Regions from separate parts of the Mus musculus genome. Here region 2 is linked to region 1. A link is a contact called in public HiChIP or PLAC-seq data. All regions are on one chromosome and are shown on one strand. The core of a region is the stretch at or near the end of the contact, and the rest is flanking DNA. Distances in the headings are between cores, read along the strand shown. Region 1 has its middle 31 kb from the start of Mbnl1. Region 2 holds the start of Gpr171 (G protein-coupled receptor 171).

Region 1 (7,072 bases), core at 1,491-3,990:
GCAGACCCTGGAGGTGCCAGATCCAGGTTATCCAACACAGGTGCTGAGAATTAAATCTGGGTCTTCTATAAGAGCTCTTTACAATAAGTCACATCTCTAACCGTCTTGTTAAATATTGATTTATTTATTGCAAATTTAATCCAAATGCTATCAATAGCTCAGCAGTAATAAGTTACACAGGGGTTTAACTGTGATTCCCTAAAATCACCATGGTTCTTTAGAGAAGTAACTAACTTTAGATCTCAGGAAGAAAATATACAAAGTTGGTTCAAGTATCTTGCCCCAGAGAGCAGGGATAATTTCAAAGGATATAAGGGTTATCTCACAAGGCTCCAATTGTAATGAAGAAACCTTTAAAATGATGCAGAAATGATAATAGCAGCACCAGAACGAATGAGTACAACACAGTAATATGGAATGACTTCTTAACCCTTCCAGTTGATAAAGATCAGACAAACATCCAAGATACAAATGAGTGAGATCAGCAAATGAGCAGTCTATGAAATGGTAGCTGTGTGTATGCAGCATATGCAGTGAAGTTGGCTGTGAACATAAAAAATAAAAATATGATCTACTTCTATTTGGATTAGGAAGGTAAACTGAAAATTTCTAAGACATCTCTTCTTGACCCAACAGAGTGTCAACTCAATAAATGTCTTATTGTGTCAAATATTAGCAGCAGTATGGAACAACAAAAATTAATGGCAATTTATACTTGTAACACCTTTTTTGACTAGATGCCTTAGCATGGACAAATAACATGTATATACAGATGGTTCAATAATCCTTTTTCCAATACCTGGCTGGGAGAAAGAAGGGAGGCCTTCATGATTCTGTTCCTGTCTTTGGCACTGTTTTGAGTTGTAAAGTTCAGTCAATGAAGGAATTCCATATATAAATTCATTCTAATTATGTTTTGCAGGGATTGGGGACTCAATTGGTAAAGTGCTTATCCTGCAAACTGGCAAGACTCAACACCCAGAGATAAAATCCCATGTACAAGGAGATGAATGGACCTGTAATCCTAGCACTGGGGACCAAGGTCACTGAAGCTTCCAGGCCATCTACTCTAGCTTAATCAGTTAGCTTTAGGTTCAGTGAGAGACCTTGTCAAAAGGTAAGGTAGAAAGGTATTGAGTAAATCATACATTGTTAACCAATATGTAACCATTTATGTATATCTATACAAAAATGTCCACATATGAACACACACACACACACACATCTTAGAAATATCTTCATATTATGGTGTAAAGTGCAAAAGCATGCAGTGATGTTTTAAGTTACTTTAAATAATCTCACAAAACAATTTAATTTGTTATATAATATGAGTTTATAGATAAAATTTGATAAGAAATGAATAACAGGGATCAAATATACACAATACACAACATAGGTTATGCTCTGAGTGGTATGGCTAAAACCAAGATATGCATATCCAATTGATCACACAACTTACATCATGGGTAGCAAAACAATGGAGAGAATTTGAGTGGACTTTTTGTCTTTATGTTATATTACAATCCTTAAGAACGTACCTTTTGTTTTGTAACCTTCCAATAATATTTTTAGGTGAATATTTAAGGCCCCCCTTACAGATGAGGAAATGTCACAGAAATAATGGTTGCCTTGCTTAATGAATAATAGAAGCAGATCTTTGATTTTATTTTCTTCCACATTACATGGAAACACCTAGGACTTTGTAACATCAAAACTTCTCCAGGAAAACATGCATTCTGAAGGGAAAGATTAAGAATTGGTTACTATTTGCTAATGGAAACTTCAAGTAGAAACATGTTGAAAATACAGTGTGATGAGACAATTTATCAGACTAAATTATGAGAAAAAGCAGTATCTAACATTTACACAGCTAGAAGCTCCTATGAGAAAATCAGAGAAGGCGAGGAGGAAGCCCAGAATGGAAACTCAACTTCCAGGGAGAGGAAGTGGTCAGTAGAGGGCATGTGCTGAAAAGTGATGGCAAGAGAAGCCTTTAATGTGTTTGCAGTTTGGTGACAGAGCTCATTTCCTGACTAACAAGGAGACTTGGTGAATAAGAGGAAGCAAGAATACAAATGCAGAAGGACAGTGTGACACGAATAAACTTAATAGTGTTCCACTTCCTCCCAACATTAACCGTGGCAATAGAGGATGTATCATCAAAACTTCTCCAGGAAAACATGCATTCTGAAGGGAAAGATTAAGAATTGGTTACTATTTGCTAATGGAAACTTCAAGTAGAAACATGTTGAAAATACAGTGTGATGAGACAATTTATCAGACTAAATTATGAGAAAAAGCAGTATCTAACATTTACACAGCTAGAAGCTCCTATGAGAAAATCAGAGAAGGCGAGGAGGAAGCCCAGAATGGAAACTCAACTTCCAGGGAGAGGAAGTGGTCAGTAGAGGGCATGTGCTGAAAAGTGATGGCAAGAGAAGCCTTTAATGTGTTTGCAGTTTGGTGACAGAGCTCATTTCCTGACTAACAAGGAGACTTGGTGAATAAGAGGAAGCAAGAATACAAATGCAGAAGGACAGTGTGACACGAATAAACTTAATAGTGTTCCACTTCCTCCCAACATTAACCGTGGCAATAGAGGATGTATCATTTTGTGTGTGTGTGTGTGTGTGTGTGTGTGTGTGTGTGTGTGTGTGTGTATCAAAAAGAACTGGAAGCAGAGGCTCAACCAGATACTTGCACAACAATGTGTAGGTCAGCACCCTCCATAACCCCCCAAGGGAAGAAACAACCCACTGTCCCCTGACAGATGAACAAAATGTGGCATATTCACACAGCAGAACTCTGGCCAAACTTGAGAAAAGAAGGTAACTTGGACAGAGGCTAGACACTTATGAACCTAAATGAAATAAACCAGACACAGGAGAGCAAAGACCATGTGAGTCCATTTATGTATAGTACCTAGAATAGTCAAGTCCTGGAAATAGAATAGTGGTTGCTAGGGAGCACAGGGAGGGCAGGTTGTTGTTCAGTGTTCATAGATGAGAAAGTCCTGAAGGCTAAGAGCTAAAGGTTCCAAAAATGTGGATGCACTTGATGGCTTCAGAAGGTACAGATAACATGCTAAAATGGTGAAATCTATGTTACATTTGATACAAACATAGAAGAAAGACACGAGGAAACAGTGTTGGTAATTACCTCAAAAAATTCAGATGAAGAAAAAGAGAGCAGTAGGCTGGATTAGTTAGCCAGAGCAAAAGTTGGGAAGCTGGCAAAACCTCAAGCATAGTCACCAAAATAAATGCACAGAAGCATAAATGCTCATCTTCTAGACAGAAGAGACAGAGTACTGATGTCAGGAAAGAGACGTAACTTCTGTGGTCCACCCATTATCTAAAATGGTAATATTTCAAGATTTTCTCACAGTAGAAGCATGAGAACAATTGGCACCAAACCCTACTTATGCCAGTGAGTGTTTTCTGTGTCCTTACCATGAACATTAATTACATCACCATGAGATCTATTTTCTTCTTGAATTGCCAAGAGTGTTCGCCTTTTCCTTTTGAGGGAGTCCTTCATGGCTTCTCTTGGTACATTAAAGTGGGTAGAGCATCACTATTCTAGAATGTTGGGGTCGTTATCAAGTAAAACAGGGTTACTTGAGTACAGGTCCTAAGACAGTGTGGCAGGGCTACTAAGAACCAAAGTAGATAATAATTGACTGTGGGTAGGTAGTGCGCACAATGTGGGTCCACTAGGCACATAGAGGGAGTCTGGCATGGGATTTCATCATGCACAGAATTCTGGCAACTTAAAATTATATATCTGTTTTAGTTAGGGTTTTATGCTGTAAAGAGACACCATGACCATGGCAACTCTTGTAAAGGAAAACATTTGGTTGGGACTGGCTTATAGTTCAGAGGTTTACAGTCCATTATTTTCATGGTGGGAAGCATCGCAGCATGCAAGCAGACAGACATGATGCTAGAGAAGAAGCTGAGAGTTCTACATCTTGATCCACAGGCAACAGGAGACTGTGTGCCACACTAAGTATAGCTTGAGCATAGGAGATATCAAAGCCCACCCCCACAGTGACACACTTCCTCTAACAAGGCCACACATAATCCTCATAGTGTCACTCCCTATCACTAAGCATTCAAACACATGAGTTCATAGGGCCATACCTATTTAAACCATCACAATGTATCATTTCCATAGTTTTCCACATAATGTTTTTGAATTGTGGCTAGACACTTGTAATTGAAACTTTAGTCAGAGAACCCATAGATGAGGGGACACTACTATATCCACAGGTGCTGAGGAGGTAAGACTGGGCCTATAGGCCTAAATGATTCTGATGTTATATTCACAAAATCATGATACAAAAACAAAATCACCTAACTAATAATGAATCTCAGCAGTGGCATTTCCTCGGGGGACTATTCTGTCTGTATTTCACTAATGAATTCAAATCAAATTTTATGTGATGTCACTTGGGTTTATTACTGTTTGTATCTTTTGTTTTTGTTTTCTTTGTGTGATATTTCACGACAGGAAAGGGTCTTAGTTTGTTTCAGTTATTTTACTTCTTGTCAATTTATGTTAAATGTATGTGTAATAAGATGAAAAATATTTCCATTTTTAGTGATTCACCCATGCATCTGTCCATTGACTACACCATTAAATACAAAGCTTGGGGTATGGAATTAAGACCTCTGGGGATTTTTCTCCTTCTGTGTTAGCATATTTATTATTGTCTTTGTTCTATTCATGCTTGGGCAAATTATGGTGGTGAGGCTTCATGGGTGTAGCTTCTGACATTCCCAAGAGATAGCGTCTCAGCAAACTCCCTGGTTTTCTGTCTTACTATCTTTATGGCTCTTTGGAAAATATGTCTGAGCCTTGGGTGCAGAGTTATATTGTAGATTTAGCCATTGTAACCATATACAAAGAACTACAGGCAACTAATGTAGCTTGACAGCTTGAGAAATCAAATACCGAATGGCCAGCCCTGAAAACATACAAATGATGTTATGCAGATAATACCTAAGTATTTATAGATATATGTTAAATACATGTATGTGGGTGTGACAATTAACAGAGAGACCATAAACTTGACACAGAGCAAGGAAGGGGTATGGGAGGGTCTAGAGGGAGCAAACAGAAGAGGGGAATGATGTAACTATTCTCTACAAAGAAAGGAAATAAGTTTCAGATTTTTTTAAAAAAGAAATAAAACTTAATGTTATACCCTCAGGATGATGGTTTCTAAAGTCCAGAAAATGGTTCTTGCAGTATATGAAACTTTGCATAACTCTTGTGTTATTCTTGCAATCCACCCCCTTTCTTCCCCAATAAGTAAGGGAAGGTGGGAGGAAGTGCTACCAGTTGGCTACCCCCTTGGCTTTCATTATCTGTCAGACTGAACCCAAGGGAAGTATGCATCTATGTATGTATATATGAAACATGCATGACTATCTGCATAGCGGGACTTTTTTTTGATGTTGTCTATCGTTTTTGCTTTCATTAGCTCTGCATAATATTTGTAGACTTTTTTTTTTTCAGCCATCTTTCTTTAGATCTGTTTACTCTTCTAACTGGTAAGAAAATTAACCATCTACCTGTTTAGCAATACAAGATCTGGGCCTGTTTTTCACTCTTGTGGCTAAAGTTGTGAGAGATGGTGGATAAGTAAGTTTCACTTTTGCAGGGCTTTATCTACATGTAACAGACCACTGCCATGAGAAAGGAAGTTTAAGACTTACAGGTAAAGAACCACTACCCCAATTCTGAGAAAACCTGCTAGCTTATTAACTGTCCTTTCCTTTCCCTTCTCCTTTCTTCAGTAGTCTGATGTGTACCAAAGTCATACTCCAATAACTTTAATTAGATTTATAAAAGCAACTTTATGTCCCACGTGTCAGTTCCACCATCTCCCACATAGGACAGAATTTTTTTTTCTGGTTCTGCTTTTTTCTCTAAGTATCATTTAGGCATAAGGAGCTGTTTGCTCACACGTGAGCATTGCTTGACAGAGTTTACACCTCAATAGCAGGTCTTCTCTAAACGTAAGTAAATATGTACATGCATTAATTATATATGAAGAGATGCACAAACTATAGCTCAGTCTCCAAGATTATGAGGGCCTTGTGAATCATTTGTCTTCTTTGTAGGATTTATAAAGCATAATGACTGGTATTTTGCAACTTCCTCTTTTTGTGCACTATCCTTTTGCAGAGCAAAGCCTCTATGTATTTGCCACTTGTAAAGAGAGTCTAGCAGGAAACAGAACTGTCTGAGGTGGTCGTTCATCAGCAACGGAGCAGATAGACAGGCAGCTATAAACAGGGCCCAGAGGTAAGAAAAATGTGCCTTTTGTTACTTTTCAGTTTATTATTCGTAGTCCTGTTGCTTTGTCAATAATATAATGATATGGATGCTGCCCAAATTACAAAGTAGCCTGTGGAAGCCTCTCATGTAAATAGTAAATTTTTTTAAATGACAAAAGTTTAACTGGTTTTAACCTCACATTTAAGCTTTTAATAAGCTGCAAACAAAATTAAGTTCTTTTTGATCTGAAAGTTACGTTAGCTGCAAAATAAAATTCTGTCTTCCTTATTTGTAGGTAACCCTCCACACAGCTAACTCTAGTATAAACATTTGTGTTATTTATAAATTTGAATGTTTATATTTTCCTCCTACAAGTTGATTTCTGACATTCATAAATCCTCTCACGTCTCTTTTATTCTTTTTATGTTTTATTTATTGAACATTTTTTCCTTAAAAATTCTATTTTTTTACATACCATAAAAATGATGTTATTTAACATGTAGCATTTGGGATTATTGTTTCATTTCATTACATTATGGTACTTTAATTTTTAAAAATGATTTGAAATGTAAATCAAGTGCATAACCATAAAATGTAAAAAATTCTAAGTTTCCTTAGAAGAGCAGCTTGCATTTAAAAAACTTAATAGAGTAAAAAAGAAAACGGAAATAATTCATATTAGTAGTTACGAATCAAACTACTCTGGTTTCATGAGTCAAATTCTAAAATGGCGTATGTAAGTCCTAAAAAAAAAGAATCATCCAATTTGGACAAGTCTGAG
Region 2 (7,072 bases), core at 2,122-4,621, 1.4 Mb before region 1:
AGCATAAGGAAGATGTTAGTAACTAAAATCAGAAAATATTTCTTAGAATCACTTATACGCAAAAGTATCACCGTCTTCCTTGTCTTTAGGGAGAGTTTCACTGGGGAGTGGGAGCATCCTAGATTATGAGAAGTCAGGTTCTCTACTGTCTGACTCCTATGACTTCCAGGAAATGCCATGGAAGTGTTCTTTTAGGAAGGGATGTTTTTGACCTTGCGGTCTGCGTTGTGTCGCTCTCTGTTACTGGTTGAGGGAGACATTTCTTTGCGGAGGAGGTGAGTGACCAGAGGTTCTAGGAAGTGGAGAGAGGAAGGTCCTGTGGTTTTGTCTGAAAAAGATTTCAGCGTGGCTTTCTGCTTTTCTTTTTATAGCCTTCGTTCGTTATGCTGCAAGAACCTAGGCTGATGGTAGGGAAGAAAAGACAGCAAAGTGCAGAAAGGTTTACGCCGTTATCTTAGACGTGGGCCCTCTGTTGTGAATCTTGTTAGTATATTATTCAGTGAAAAGAATTGAAGGGTCAGACCCTGGTTCTGAATTGATGCCCGGGACCTCTGTCATCATGTAACAATTTATAATGTTATAGACCCGTGAAGGCCGCTGTCGTGTCTGGTGAACACTATAAATGAACATTAAAGATTCTATTTAACTGTCATATTTCATATTGAGTACCCATGTAATATTTTTTGTTACATTATACTTGGGGTGTTAATGAAAATACTTTCTTGTGTTTCTTTTTACTGTTTAAATTCATCTAGTAGAGAAACTTGTTGAACATAATGGCTGTACCTATTTCTATGAAAGTGCTTTTGAGTAGTTTTATGAAAGTGTCTTTTAAAAGCTTCAAGAACATGACCCTATATTTATTGGTTACAGTGTCTTCCAGAAAAGGGTCAATTCCATCTGTGTTAAAACATGTAACTTTACTGGACCTGGCGGAACTCATTTGTAATGCCAGCACTCAGGAGAAACACTAGTTTAAGATCACTCTTTGCTAAATTGCAATGTTAGCCTGGTATATACTTGAGACCTTGTTTCAATCCAAAACAAAACAAAACAAAACAAAACAAAACAAAACAAAATCCCCTTCTAACTTGGACAGTAGAGAACCACCATAATTGAACCTGATCGTGGCCATAAGATCTCATCATGGTTCTTCCAGGTGGAGCACACCAGCTTGGCTTGTAAGCTCTAGTTAAACCATGCTCCCTCTGGAGTGGCCTGTTCCAACCCCTCTCCATGTGTAGGGCCACAGTGGTACTTTGTGCTGTCCGTCTTGATGTGGCAACCCCTTTTCATATTAAACAATACTCTTTTGTTTTAAAGGCAGGGTCAAAAATACCACTTACAGAATGCAAATCTATATGGAATTTCCTGAAAAATCCAGAAACCAGATAGTATAGAATCTGGGCTTCTCAAGCTTTAATGTTTTATCAGGGTTCCAGGACATTGAAAGTTTGCTGACAGTGAAATGGCTCAGCAGTCATAAAATCCTTCTTAAATCAAACAGCTTCTGAAGTCTTATTAAGCTTTAACTTTTCAAAATACTTACTGTATGTCTCTTTAAATTTTTATGTATTGTTATCATGCACGTTCATGCTGTATGGCTGCGAGTGTGCTTCTGTGTGCATGTGGAGGTCAGTGGACAGCTCGTGGAGTCAGTTTTCTCCTTTCTGACTGCTGGGATGGAACTCAGGTCTACTTACGCCCCTAATTTACACATTCAGTGGCTGAATGTGTTTCATGGCCGTGCTGTGTTTATCTTGAAGTGATACAAGGTGTGAACTTAAGTATATTAGAGGTTACAAGCTCTTCCCTTTCCCCCCGAAGTCTCAGGGTACTTGGGGTCCACGGATATTGTTATTCTGTACTAACCTTAATGAAAATTGTAAAGCACTTACCATTTATGTTTGTTGACTACACATTTTTGTTTAAAGAAAGACATTTTTTTTTTGTGTCCTGTTGGGTGGTTATTCTAATCTTCAGTCCACTTAAGCATGTGGTAGAATTTTAGAAGCGTGGCACTTTAATGTTAGATATGTTCTTTATCAATGACTATTTACCAGTTCTCAAATCAATTGAGGCTGCAAAGTGCTCTGGATTTCTGTAGCCTTTACCCTTCTCTGTTTTTCTGAGTCTTGTCTATTGACCTGTGGGCCTGAAGGAGACCCTTCATGTCTGAATGCCACTTCAGGCTTCTCTGACTTCCTTATAGGCGTTTCAGATGTTATATAGTGTCAGTAAAATAGTTATTTGTTTCTGTGAGTGCTGGATTGCCTGAATAATTATATGGCAAACTCTCATTTTATTGGTACAGATTATAGTAAAGAAAAATATTATAATAGCTTGTCAAGATTGGCATTCTCTGTAATTAGAACTGACCATCTGTTGCAGAGTGGAGTAACTTACAGTGGGTTACAGTGTAACCACTCATTCAGTAATGCGGAAGAGTTTGAGTGCTCTGCACTTGCTTTTATTAAATTGTGTCTAGAACGCCAGGAAAAATAGTTCCTCAAAACCTTGCATATATTGATGAGAGGCAAAATTGTACTATAGTAGCATCCCATGCTCTCTGTCATAAATCTGAAATCTAAGAGCTTGATAAACATTGTGACAACAATATCCATACAAAGTAGGTGTGCTTGGCAGTACTCCAGCAAAATGAAGAACAGACTTTAAATATCTCTATGGTCCTTTCTCATAGATTGCTTATTCCTTGGGGTGTAAAACTTAACTAAACTAAATGAAAACTTAGAAGGTTTTCCATGGGAGTCATTTTTGACATGTTTTGAAATTTGCTAATGTCGGACTGGTAGAGGAAAGTCTGGTTAAGATCTACTGGGGAGATATAACATGGCCTTGCTTATCATCAATCTAGCTAGAAAACAGTAGCTCGTTACCCTTGCCTGAGTTATTAGTCTAATTTGAACTGTAGTTTTTAAAAGACAGATGAGACCAAAGAAAGCAGGAAGTGCTGTTAGAAGCCCACAGATCAGATCTAATTACAGTTTGTTTAATAGTGGTTGCCCTACCACTCCAAAGCCTTGGGACTTTTGACTCTTTCTCTTGCAACACTGAAAATCCTGACATTGGTTTCTATGAGGAAAAAAAATGGAATGAGCTCATTGAAAAGGACGTACCTGGCTGTGTCTTCTCTGGCCTGAGAAGGCCAGGGTCCTGGCTGTCTTTTCTGGCCTAAGCAGGCCTGGGTCCAGGTTGTACCTGGCTGTGTCGTCTCTGGCCTGAGAAGGCCTGGGTCCTGGCTGTCTTCTCTGGCCTGAGTAGGCCCAGGTCCAGGTCTTCAGAGAATCAGGAGCTATTTAGTTACCCACAGTGACAGCAGTTCCATTTTGCAGGGTCGCCTGCTGAACTAAGAATTTCCTTTCCTTCTTGTGTGGTTTTAAAATGCTAGAGATTGACGTAGATGAAACTGTGGTTTGCAAATGGTCTAAACTGTATGAAAGTCTCCTGAGGAAGTTTTTGTAAGAAAACAATTTCATCTGTCTAAGTAACTCAAATTTGTCAGTTACTGTTTTAGGAAAAAGAATTTTAAATTATCCATGATAACGTCTTGCCTCATGTATCTTTTTTTTTTTTAAAGTAAAAGTACCACATACTGTTCTGTTTCATAATAGTTTTTTAAAAAAATAGTGTTAAACTCTTGAAACTGGTATTGAGTTTATGAATTAAAGACAGTAAGGTACCTAAGCAGATAGTTTTTTAGTTACTGATATCAGTACTTCAGAGGTACAATTATTAAGTAATATTGTTGCAGCTTGTATTTATTTAAGGTATTTGTTGATTGAAAAATAACACAACCACATTGTGGCTGGCAGACACCTGTAGCCCCAGCATTTGGGAGGCTGAGTCAGGGTGATAGCCACAAATCTGAGGCAGCCTGGGCTCCATGGTGAATGTAAAACCAGTCTAGGCTATCTTGTGAGGCCATCTGGAAATTAACACCGTATAGAGTCTGGTATGGTATAGTTACCTTTTTGTTGTTCATGATAGAAAAACATTTTTCTACATTTATTATTTTGTATGTATGCATGTGAGGTACATGTGTGTCAGAGCGTGTTTGTGGAGTTCATATGACAGCACTGAGGAATCGGTTCCCCTTCCACCATACAGGGTTATACTCAAGTTGTCAGGCATGGTGGCCAGCACGTTTCAATCCGTTGAGCCAGCTTGACAGCTCCAGTTTAGAAACAAAATCTTGAAATAAAATAAAAGAACACCGTTAGAAGAACAGAGAGATAACCGCTGTTCCCTTTCTTGGTTTATGGATTTAAGCTTTATTTCTGCGTTTACATGAACCACATAAATGTGACTGTACAGGTGATTAGAGATTTTCCTTCACAGATATGCTACATGTAATCCGGGGAGGTGGCACAGCAGGTTAGAGCACTTGCCATACAAGTCTGATAAACCAAATTCAATCCCTAGAGCGTGGGGAGCGAGAGGAGAGACTCACTGTATGAACTTGGCCTTTGACTGGCACTTGTGTACCATGACACACACATATTCACACTCACATACACATAATCCTAATATTACACTTCTAAGTGTTAAGGAACACATGTCACCTGCTTTCCATGTTATGAGACTGAAAACAATCAGAAAGTATTTCTCGTCTTGACATAAACAGCTTGATAAGTTGGGGCATTTATTTAGCAACTTGTACCTTATATCACATGATTATTCTCCTACAATAAAAACAATTTAAGTGGTGTTTAAATGGAGCCCAGCTCTGAAGTAGCATGCCTGACAGCTTGCTAGTCTGAAGAAGAAGTTTTGCCTCATTAGTGATTGATTTTGTTTTGTTTTTTTTATTTATCTTTCATTGGTAAGACTGGATTCCCACTACCCACTGCCCCTTTCCTTTCGGAGTTACCAGAGATCAAAGCCTTGATGGTAGGTAAGGGCAAGACTGGCTTTTATGAAAGTGAATATGACCTTCTAGCCCAAACAGATTTTGAAGAGTGATACTATGCTGGCACATACTTAATTTGTAACTGCCACACTGTGGCCTCTGTAGGAGAGACATTTGCATGAAATAAAGTGTGTGTCCATTAGAGAGAAAGAGAATTTAGGGGTGGAGTTGGTTGCAAGTTGGTTGATGAATAGACTTAGTGTGATACGAAGGAGAATGGGGAGAGGATGTTTCTGGTGAGGTTTTACTTCGTTTGGGATAAGCTTTTTAATCTTTCACTTTATTTTGAGCAGGCTTTTATCTATTGGCTTCCTTGCTTCTTCCCTTTAGGTTTAGATGAACAAAGCCTGCAAGCAGCTAAGTGTTGTTACAACTCGAGGGAGGACCACCATTTACGTGTGGGTTGTCAGATGTGAGCGAGCTGAAGTGCCCTGAATCTTTTTCTATCCCTGCACCTTCATTTCTAGGGCAGTGATAACTCATCTGTTTGGTTTTTGTGTGTGTGTGTGTTTATGAGATAGGATCTTGCCATATAAACCCACGGTGGTCTCAGACTGACAGGAATCCTCCTACATGAGCCTCCCCACTGCTAAGATCGCAGGTATGTGTCACCGTGCCTGTCAGGAGCTGACTTGGTTATAGTAAAACTAAATTTTGTTTTCTTTTTTGTTTGTTTGTTTTGTTTTGTTTTGAGACATGGTCTCATTATACAGCCCAGCTGGCTTTAAGCTTCAGATCCTCCTGCCTCAGCACTGTGAGTTTGGGATTACTGGTTAACCTGCATTCTCATCTAGAGGATACGTTCTCACAGCTGGGTTGTTGGAAGAATACTTTTTCCTCCATTGCCCTTTTACTTAAAAAATTCTTAATTTTTGAGTATTTCATGCATGGGCACTGTATCTATATCATCTGAACTCCCCCCCCCCCAATCTCCCTGTTGTAACTCCTCCTGTGTTCCCATGCATCTGTAATTCATGCCTTTGTCTTTAATAATTATTTGACACACACGTGTATCATCAGCTTAGCCCCCTGAATCCATCTGGTGTTGCTTGTAAATGTACATTTTAAAGCCGATTGCTTTGGATTAGAATTTGTCAGGAAGCTCACCCCCTGGGAACACCAAGATTTCCTCCTGAAGCAGTCACCAATGGCCGGTATTTCTTTATCTGTTGGGGGGGGACTGGTGAGATTTTCCCCAGCCACACTGATATGGCAACTAGTGGTGTCACTGTGAGTACAGCTTCCTTGTCATATGTCAAGGACACCATCCCCCAGCAGATGTCCTGGGCCTCTGGTGCTTATCATCTCTCCACCTCCTTTTCTGAGCTGCTGCTCCCTGGGCCTTAGCGTTGTGGTTGTGTCATAGACGTGTAAACTGGGGCTGCCCACTCCACAGTCTGTTAACTCTGTGAATTTTGACCAATTGTGGATTTCTTTGATAAGGTCTCTCTCTCTCCCCCTCTCTCCACTGCGAAAAGAAGCTTCTTGGATGGGGGATGAGTATGGCATTCATCTCTGGAGATAAGGAGGAGTATTTATCATAAAGGTAGGGATTATACTGCTTTATGAAAGTAGCAGTCATAGTAGGTTCTCCTCTGGAGTCCATGGCCTCACCACCAAGGCACAATCGCCTAGGTCTATAATACCATGCACCACGATTTCCTCCTCTAGAGTTAGCTTTAAATCCCGCTAGAAAGCTTTGTTTAAACTTCTCTAGGATACGAGTGCGACCACTTCACCCCGAGCGTGTTTTGCCCTGCTGGCCAAGCTGTGGTTTGTAGGCATCGCAGTAGCATAAGCCTGCTGATTGTGTTTTCCCTTGGCAGCTTGCTTAGCATCTTAGGATTCTTCAGCAACCCAGGAAGGGGGCTTCCAGGTCAGGCCCAGCTCAGTTGCTGCAACCTGTTTCTTAAGTGTGGTGTCTCCAGTTATAGGGTCTTATGTTCAAGTTCTAGGACACAACCCAGGGCAAAGGCAATCACCTATATCGTTTGGGCATTTCTTTCCCTCTAACAAACAGCTAGAGGGGAGGTCTCCCTTGCCTGACCCTGGAGTTTTTGTTAGATAGTCCATGGCTCCTGGGGAGAGCATTATCACCCTAAATACTGTATGTGTATGCTATATGTGTGTGTATGTAAATAC

Evidence for each region. HiChIP or PLAC-seq counts read pairs in DNA pulled down with a chosen protein or histone mark.
Region 2: a contact with region 1 is called in an H3K4me3 HiChIP or PLAC-seq map of pro-B cells, with 9 times the contacts expected there. The contact joins the promoter of Gpr171 here to the enhancer-like site in region 1. A contact is called at or near these places in 12 of 39 promoter capture datasets (the 3T3-L1 cell line, 3T3-L1-derived adipocytes, the HPC-7 cell line and 9 more), 1 of 15 datasets of contacts at CTCF or cohesin (large pre-B cells), 1 of 484 Hi-C or Micro-C datasets (Th1 cells), 8 of 115 datasets of contacts at active chromatin or transcription factors (the 230-238 cell line, CD8 T cells, DN3 thymocytes and 3 more) and 2 of 9 other capture datasets (adipose tissue and macrophages).

Annotation. Positions count from the first base shown.
Region 1 is chr3:60,466,856-60,473,927 of GRCm38.p6, forward strand. It overlaps a transcript of Mbnl1 not described here. Among named protein-coding and RNA genes, the nearest start is that of Mbnl1, 31 kb to the right of the region's middle. Within about 2 kb of position 2,741, at least 51 of the 459 cell types and tissues checked have an H3K27ac peak or open chromatin away from gene starts, as enhancers often do. A contact at or near this core is called in adipose tissue, hematopoietic stem and progenitor cells, liver and 3 more, where this site is marked.
Region 2 is chr3:59,098,450-59,105,521 of GRCm38.p6, forward strand. It overlaps Gpr171 (G protein-coupled receptor 171), which reads right to left and starts at 3,372. Exons shown (of 2, transcript NM_173398.3): 1 at 3,138-3,372. All of the region lies in intron 15 of Med12l (mediator complex subunit 12-like), which reads left to right.